2 separate regions of the Zea mays genome follow, and region 2 is linked to region 1. The links are chromatin contacts, called in public Hi-C maps. All regions are on one chromosome and are shown on one strand. The core of a region is the stretch at or near the end of the contact, and the rest is flanking DNA. Distances in the headings are between cores, read along the strand shown.

What was found. Hi-C and Micro-C count contacts between places; a contact is called where the count stands out from the background.
Region 2: a Hi-C map of leaf shows a contact between it and region 1, with 2.9 times the contacts expected there. The contact joins the enhancer-like site here to the promoter of LOC100282216 in region 1. A contact is called at or near these places in 5 of 25 Hi-C or Micro-C datasets (ear, endosperm, leaf and 1 more).

The regions. Positions count from the first base shown.
Region 1 is chr9:124,991,863-124,996,283 of Zm-B73-REFERENCE-NAM-5.0, reverse strand. LOC100282216 (prostaglandin E synthase 3) reads left to right here and starts at 2,354. Exons shown (of 6, transcript NM_001155128.1): 1 at 2,354-2,596; 2 at 3,074-3,257; 3 at 3,421-3,580; 4 at 3,678-3,706; 5 at 3,780-3,855. The coding sequence starts at 2,592.
Region 2 is chr9:125,043,480-125,047,443 of Zm-B73-REFERENCE-NAM-5.0, reverse strand. No RefSeq gene overlaps it. Among protein-coding and RNA genes, the nearest start is that of LOC100286138, 34 kb to the left of the region's middle. Within about 2 kb of position 1,678, at least 10 of the 20 cell types and tissues checked have an H3K27ac peak or open chromatin away from gene starts, as enhancers often do. A contact at or near this core is called in leaf, where this site is marked.

The DNA of each region.
Region 1 (4,421 bases), core at 1,105-3,604:
TGGGTGACGTGGCTGGCGCACCGGACTGTCCGGTGCGCCCTTCGACAGCACCTTCCCCAACGGCCACTTTGGTGGTTGGGGCTATAAATACCCCCAACCACCACACTTCAAGGCATCCTAGTTTTCAGCCAACACATTCAATACAAGAGCTAGTGCATTCAATACAAGACACAATTAGAGTGAGTCAAAATCTCTCCAAGTCCCAATTCCACTCAAAGCAATAGTGACTAGAAGAGAGAGTTTTGCCATGTTCATTTGAGCTCTTGCGCTTAGATCGTTTTTCTTCTTCCTCTATTCTTGTTCCCAAGATCTTTGTAATCAAAGTAAGAGACACCAATTGTGTGGTGGTCCTTGTGGGGACTTAGTGTCCTAATTGATTGAGAAGAGAAGCTCACTCGGTCTAGGTGACCGTTTGAGAGAGGGAAAGGGTTGAAAGAGACCCAGTCTTTGTGACCACCTCAATGGGGAGTAGGTTTGCAAGAACCGAACCTCAGTAAAACAAATCACCGTGTCATCCGCCTCATTTGCTTGTGATTTGTTTTTCGCCCTCTTTCGGACTCGACTTTATTTCTAACGCTAACCCCAGCTTGTAGTTATGCTTAAAGTTTATAAATTTCAGATTTGCCTATTCACCCCCTCTAGGCGACTTTCACTGTACATGTATCGTAGACGTGTCACCATGTGTGTACCCGTGCATGATCGGTGATTCGTCGGTTTCTAAGGGCTGTTTATTGGTTTCCTGTAAAACGTTGCAAATCGACTAACTTTTTTATTTAACATTAGTTTTTAAATTCGAACGAGGAGGAGGCTCTCTCTCTCCACAGATCTAGGGGAGCGGCAGTCGACTCCCTCCCCTTGAACTTTGTGCACGCAGTCATTTGTAATAGAAAAAATGGTAAATGGTGATGTATAGGTATGAAAAATAATATTTTATGGTTGGAGTGGCTATAGAGGGATAATTTAGAGGAATCTATTGCGGAAAGAGTGAATATAGAGAATGAAATCTTGCTGACGTGGCTGCATAGTAGCATATAGGGGGATTTAGAAGACACCGTTGCGGATAGGCTAAGCTGCTAGAGATAGATAGCCGTTAGAGAAAAATTCTTGGAGAAATATTAACTCTATGGGCTAGTTTGGGAACCTTATTTTCCCAAGGGATTTCTATTTTCCTATGGAAAATTAGTTCATTTTTCGGGCTAGTCTGGGAACTCCATTTTCTCATGGGATTTCTATTTTTACAAGAGAAAATAAACTAATTTCCCTTGGAAAAATGGAATTCCGTTGGAAAAATGTGGTTTTCAAACTAGTCCTTTCCTGAGAAAATGAAAATCTTTTGGAAAAATATAGTTTCAAACTAGCTCTATATGTAAATCTTTACCGTCGATGTAAGAATGTTTCTTTAGTGCCATCTGAAGTTGAGTATAAGAACACAATAAATTTTTGTCATATAAAGGGCACAACTTATGTGAATAAAAAAACCAAAGATTTTCTCCTGATATTGTTCAAATCTTGTAGTCAGTGAAATAATAGATCAACGGATAAAAACAATCATTTAAATTTTATAGCAAAAAAAATGGAGACCATGTGCCATCGCTTCCTTTGCGCTGACAAGGGACAGACCTGATCCATTCATAAACTTGTTAATTTTGAATATATCGTTTTCTTAAATTTAAAATATAGCATCTATATTTAAATCTCTATTATATTTGTTATAAAAAATATATTCAATATTAAATTAACAATTATATTTGTATACCATAATTATTGATATTTTATATATTTGTTCAAACAACAAAACTGTGAGGGACAGAGGGAGTATGGCTGCGTTTGGGAAGCCTTAGATTCTAGTATTGAGTAACGTGTCTATTATCCCACATTATCTAAGTTCAACTGCATACTCAGATTTTATAAAAAAATCTGTACGGAAATGAGTACCGTTTAGCTCCTTTAATAAATATTGTGTATATTATGAGTATCCGTTGAAACCAAAGCCGCCCTATATCTCAACTACACGTAGTGCAGTATACGAATTTAGGGGGTGTTTGGTTGCTCCTGCTAAAGTTTAGCTCGAGTCACATCAAACGTTTGACTTTTAAAAAGAAGTATGAAATATAGACCCAACCAACTGGACTAGATTCGTCTCGTCTTTTAATCTTCGGCTGACAAATTAGTTTTATAATCCGAGTACATTTAATACCCAGAACAGAGGTTCAAACATTCGATGGGACAGGAGCTAAATTTTAGCGGGGTGTAACCAAACACCCCCTTATATAAAATAAAAAGGAGCAAAAATCCAGGTGGCTCTGGAGTCTGGGCTGGAAGGAAATAGAACCATCTAGAGACTTTTGGAAGCACCAGCAGCACTCGCGCAATCCCGCAGTTTGACGAGTTTGCCCCCGTCGCCCTCCATTCTCTCCCGCTCCGCCGCTTCGTCTTTTTATACCTCCTGCTGACGGGACTGCTGACTTCGCACCCAGGCCGCGGCCGCATCCTCTCCCCATCGGCAGTCTTCCCCCAAGACGTCTAAACCCCAATCCCTAAATCCCCGACGCAGACCACACGACGCGCACCTCCGTTCACGAGGCGGAAGCATGAGGTACAGCTCGATGCGATCTTAGGGACGCGGTGTGATTGTTTTTTTGGTGCTCTTCTGGTTGCGGCGGGTGGGACGTGTGATTGTGTGCGAATAACATGGTGCTATTTAGCCCGTAGGTTCTCAGCGGGTTGCCTGTTCTAGTTTGTTGGGTAAAATTGACCTGGAGACACGGATGCGCCTGAGAAATCTGTTACTAGCTTGTTTAGCGTTGTCGCTAGGAAATCTGAAACTACCAATCTTCTGATTGATGTAGCCATGCTCTTGTTGCTTTCCGTAATCCTACATCTAGCGCTTATGTTTGTGATTAATACTGCTTCCTTAATTGGGGTGGAATATGAGATGATTGCGCCAAACGGACAGTAACCTGCAAGTTGCTGGTGTTGTGAGATTTGAATATTCTGTGGTAGCATCTGTTGCTTATGCACTACTACCTGCTTAGCGATGAGATTTGTTGACTTTTGAGTGTTGTTTTTTCAGTCGCCACCCGATCACTAAGTGGGCACAGAGGTCCGACAGGGTGTTCTTGACGATAGAGCTGCCCGACGCCCAGGATGTGAAGCTGAACTTGAAGCCTGAAGGCCATTTCAACTTCTCAGCTAAGGGCTCAGATGACTTGCGCTATGAGTTTGACATTGAGCTGTTTGATGCTGTGAATGTGGAGGTTTGTTTAATATTTAATACTACATGCTTTCTCTTATGGATGTAGCATTTCAGTTTCTAATTGTATCGGTCTTGCTGTTTGGTTAGTTTAATATTTAATACATGTTTTTCTCTTATGGATGTACCATTTCGGTTTCTAATTGTATCTGTACTCCTGTTTGCAGGAGAGCAAAGCAGCTATTGCCCCAAGGACCATATGCTACCTGATAAAGAAAGCTAAGAGCGGGTGGTGGCCAAGGCTGCTGAAGCAGGAGGGCAAACCACCTGTGTTCTTGAAGGTTGATTGGGACAAATGGCAGGACGAGGATGATGAAGACGCTGGATGTTAGTGTTTCATTTTTGGTTGATTATGTTTTCCTTTCCTTACTACTGCAATACTATTTAGTTTAGCTTGAAGTAACATATATTATTCGTATTGCAGTTAATGACTTTGGTGGTATGGACTTCTCGGTAAGTGTCTAGTGGAAGCCTCCTTTGACGATTAAGGTGGGAGCAAAGTTTCATGGTACTTTCGTCATTGTAGAAACTGGACATAGGAGGTGCTGATGACGACGATATTGGGGATGATGAAGATGATGTGGTTGAAAGTGCTAACAAAGGTACATCGTTCTCGTTGTCATCATGATTATTTATTTGCTCAAGGGCAGTTGTTGCTGGATTTAGTCGTAGCTTTACACTATCATGGGAGTCCTGACATTCTACTACTTATTTGGGTGATTTGGATATTGGAATAATCTTGTTGGATGCCCAGAATTTATTTCTGAAGGTGTATTGACATAGTAGCCTAGAAGGTCTTGCAACCTTAGTATGAATAGTTCACTGACCCTTTTCAAGTGACATCAATAGTAGCATGCAATAGCTCACATATCACCCTGTCAGCAAAGAAGGATGGAATGTAGATTTCAATTTCTTTGGTTGTTACTTCATCTTGATGTTTGGCTGCTAAATGTTTTGACAATGATAGTTCAGTCGTCTGTTGTGGACGGCAACACCTCATTTCAACCTGCTAGACCCAGTTATTTGTGGCATGAGGATTCTTAGGCATGAATGTGCCAGTCTTATGTGTTGATTTCTGCACCAGTGTGATGTATGGTTTAAGTGGTCAAGTGTTGATTTGTATATGACTGCTGCTGCTGCTGCTGAACTTCAGCATTTGTACAGTGTA
Region 2 (3,964 bases), core at 429-2,928, 52 kb before region 1:
ATTACAGATTGTTCAGTAATAACTGCAGATTGTTCAATAACAAACTACAGTTATGGTTCGATAATAACTACAGATCGTTCAGTAATACATATATGAAATGTTCATCAATAACCATGGCCTATAAAATTCATAACTTTTGCAGGAAAAGAGCAAGAGCATCCTAATCAGGCCACAGATCCGCTACTTCATGTTATTTCATATCGTGAACCAGGCAAAAATGCCTTTCCCTAACTTCTTAAAGAAGTATGATCCTGTGTCGATCTTTTCTTAGCATAGCGTGCCCAGGCCAGCTCTAGTTTGATTAAACAATATGGTTGTGACATAATGTTCATTCTGCGTGGTTGAAACTTACGCGACACAATGTGCTACTACTTAATGTGTTATGCGATGTAAAAAACATGCAATGTTGTTTTGATTTTTTCTATGTGATGTGATACTGCTTATGTCAGCTACTGTTTTGTTTGTGGTAATAACCATTCGATGTGCCACTATACACTTTTTTTACATTTTTCCATGTGCCACCCGCGACGGTTTGGTGGTTGAGACTCGAAAACCCACCCAGCGCTACGGAGGCGGAATGCAGTGGCATCATGAAGGGTGTATCAAAGCGAAGCAACTTCGTGTGGAGCGCTTGGTCGTCAGATCAAAATCCTAGGATTTGGTCCATTTCGCTCCTAGCTAAGTGGATAGGCTCTATGTATCTAGGGGTAGTTTAGGAAGTAGTAATAACCCTCTATAAATAGAAAAGTGGGCTGATTGTTTCAGCTATGTCTTTGGCTTACACATTAGTCTCTTGTTTAGAAAACCCAAGCTTTCATTCCTTAGTTTAGCCCAAGATTCACATATGCTTTGAACTCGTCGTCTATGCTTTTGTATTCTTCATCCCATCATTCAAAGAAAGGGTGCCCAGATTAATTCATAGGGTCTGTCAAATCGGCTGCTCAGTTTTGTATGTGCTGAAGTTTTTTATTCGATTTTGTCTTCGTGCTCATTTCCTCTCTTCTCCCTTGGATTTTGGAAGAATCCTTGATTTCTTGAGCTGGGGATTGTTTTGGAGTTTCTCTCTGGGTTTGGTTTGGAAGAGTCCTTAGACTACTAAGAACCTCTGGTTTGCACAGTTTTAAGTTGTGGATTGATCTGAACTCGTTTTGGTCAAAAAGATAAAACCCCAAATATATTCGTATTTTCTGATATGAAATTGATTTACAAATCCGTTTAAGTTCAAAATTTATGGATAACTTGAAGACTCATTTGTTATTGTGTGTGTAAAAATTTCAGCTCAATCGGAGTCCGTTTGGTTTAGTTTCGCATTCGAAAACTGATTTTCAAGCTGCTGAAAACAACACCGGAGAGCGACACGGTTTTGAACCGATTCGGACTTTTCTGTATTCGATTTGCGATCCGTTTGTTTTGTTGGTCTCGTGTGAGTCTTAGAAACATCTTGAAATCATAAGATCACTAGTTGGCTGATGTGCTTTTGATTTGAGCGGGTTTCATTATCTCAATTAAAGTTAAAAACTTTTAATAGCAAAATTTGATTGGCTCACAATCACTCTCTCTAACCGTGTTGCTAGCTGGCCTCCATGCGGATACGCCAAACCAGGTATAGTATAGACGACGCTTGCTGCTGCATGCGGGAGGGCGATGGACACCTTCCACCTGGAGGAGCGTATGTATATGCTACTGTAGGAGTGAGCAGGGAGACAGTCTGGTGGTGGGCGTGGCGGCCAACGGAAACAGGTTAATGCGTGCGGTTTTCGGTTGCCCGTTGGGATTGAGAGATCGGTGGCGAGTGGCGACCATGCACTTTCGTCGAGACATGTCGCCGGAAGTGACGCGTACATGGCCCCCGTGATGCGCGTCCAAGTTATGCCCGGCACCAATTTGTTCAGAGCTAGCTGTTGGTTGGGAAAAGAGGAAAAAAAGACTTGTTCGTCCTTCATCATATACTCACAACCGTTTCGACGGGAAATTAACTAACATACTCGGTCTCTCTCCTCTCTTGTTTGTATATTATTATATCTGATGTCGGGCGAAATAGAAAACGACAATATTAATTACTGCTTGTATAGATGAAAAGCACTTAAGTACATGAATTTAAATGAAAGTTGATTTGATTTTTTTTAAAAATACTCTTTTCGCTGTATAATAACATAGCTCCTCACAGCATCAAGTCAACTAGACGTGAAACGTATGGCTGCACCAGCCCTCTCCTCCATCGTTATCAATATCACCGTCAATCACTAGCCTCGCTATTTTTAACGATCACACCGTTTGATCCACCGAAGTTATTACGCCATCATTCGTGGAACTGTAGGTTGATGGCGGCGGTGACCTCCCACGATAGCTTACAAAGACAATGATCTCCTCTGATCTGGTGTCTCGGGCGTTCTTCGATTAAGACCATATTCGGTCTGGTGACTTCGGAGGCGTTCACTAATCCAGTGGTCTTAGGGTCGTCTTTCAGCGACATCCTCCCACTGATCCATGTTTATGTCTTCCATGATTATGTTTTGTATCTACTACTTACACTATTGATATATTGGAAGGATCTCTCTAATATTAAGAAGCGAAAAGTTTCTTCATCCATCACCATTGTCTGATGGGATCTAGCTAATAGACTCGGTCTCTCTTCTGTGCGTGTACAAGTTGAGTAGCGCATCGAAGCATGGTGGATAGTCTGGTATCAGAAACATAAAGAACATATAACCAGAATCAGAAGTGATTGGTTATTTCAACTAAAAGATATGACAAAAAACAAAATTGAAAGTGTTCTTGGACCACGTGTTTGGACAGCAGCCAGCACTCCCCCAGCCTGCATGCATGTGCAGCGATGTAGTCTGATGGATTGTTTTGCACCCACAGCGTCTGTATACAACGATTATTCAATCAAACATACTACGCATTGAGGATCCGTGGCTACAACCTCACCGCTCGTCCAGCCAACCAAACACACGGAAAGTGTTTCCGTGATCTGATGCTCTCTCTCGCATACACATATGAATTAAGTGTTCATATGCATGATAGAGTATATGAACCTAAGGCATGGTCATTATTAATGTTTCTTGTTGTTATTAGAAGATGATCCATATGTTTCCTAATGTTGAATGTGCCAAAGTTTTATAGTGATCACTGATTTGTTGGGTTAAATTGAAACATTGACATACAAGTTTATATAGATGACAAATACTTAAAAACACGAATTTAAACAAAGTTAATCCGAATCTAAATTTGCATTCGAAAAATTCCCCAGATAACATATTTAATCACAACGACATCAAGTCAATAGATGGGAAACATATCGATGCATCAACTCTCTCAATCCTTATCACCACCACTACCCTCTCGTTACTTTTACAGATTGCACCACTTGATCCACCGATAATTTGGACCGGAAATATCACCATCTATATGTACAAGTGTGCTCTTATTAGGAGTAGGACTCGGGGCTACACACACATGCACGCAGGGGCACCCTCAGCTACCTAGAGCAACAAGAAAAGTCATATGTTTCGTATTGCAATAGTGGACCAGGTGATCGAGTCGGCTACGATGACCTCTCTCTCGCTCCCCCAAAAATTCAAATATAGAAAATTCCACAAACTCGTTTTAAATTTAAAATGAATTTTTAAATTTCGTTTTAAAATATTTGTTTGTAAGTTGATCTCAATAAAGAAAATATAGTGGTTTATGTCCTCTCTAAAATTTTTCTCAAAATATCCTACAAATATTTTCTAAGTGACCCCTTCAAATTCTTTCCAGAAATACTCCCTAAATATTCCACCGATATTTTTACAAATATTTTCTCCTAAGAAATACCCTCAACATCATTTTTAAAATCCGTACAAATATAATTTTTCTTAAGCTCATACGTACACATACGCCTCCGATGTCATACAATAAGCTCTACAAGCTAATTCCACTTGTCCATGGCTAATACATGCTTATCTCCCACTAATTCTCG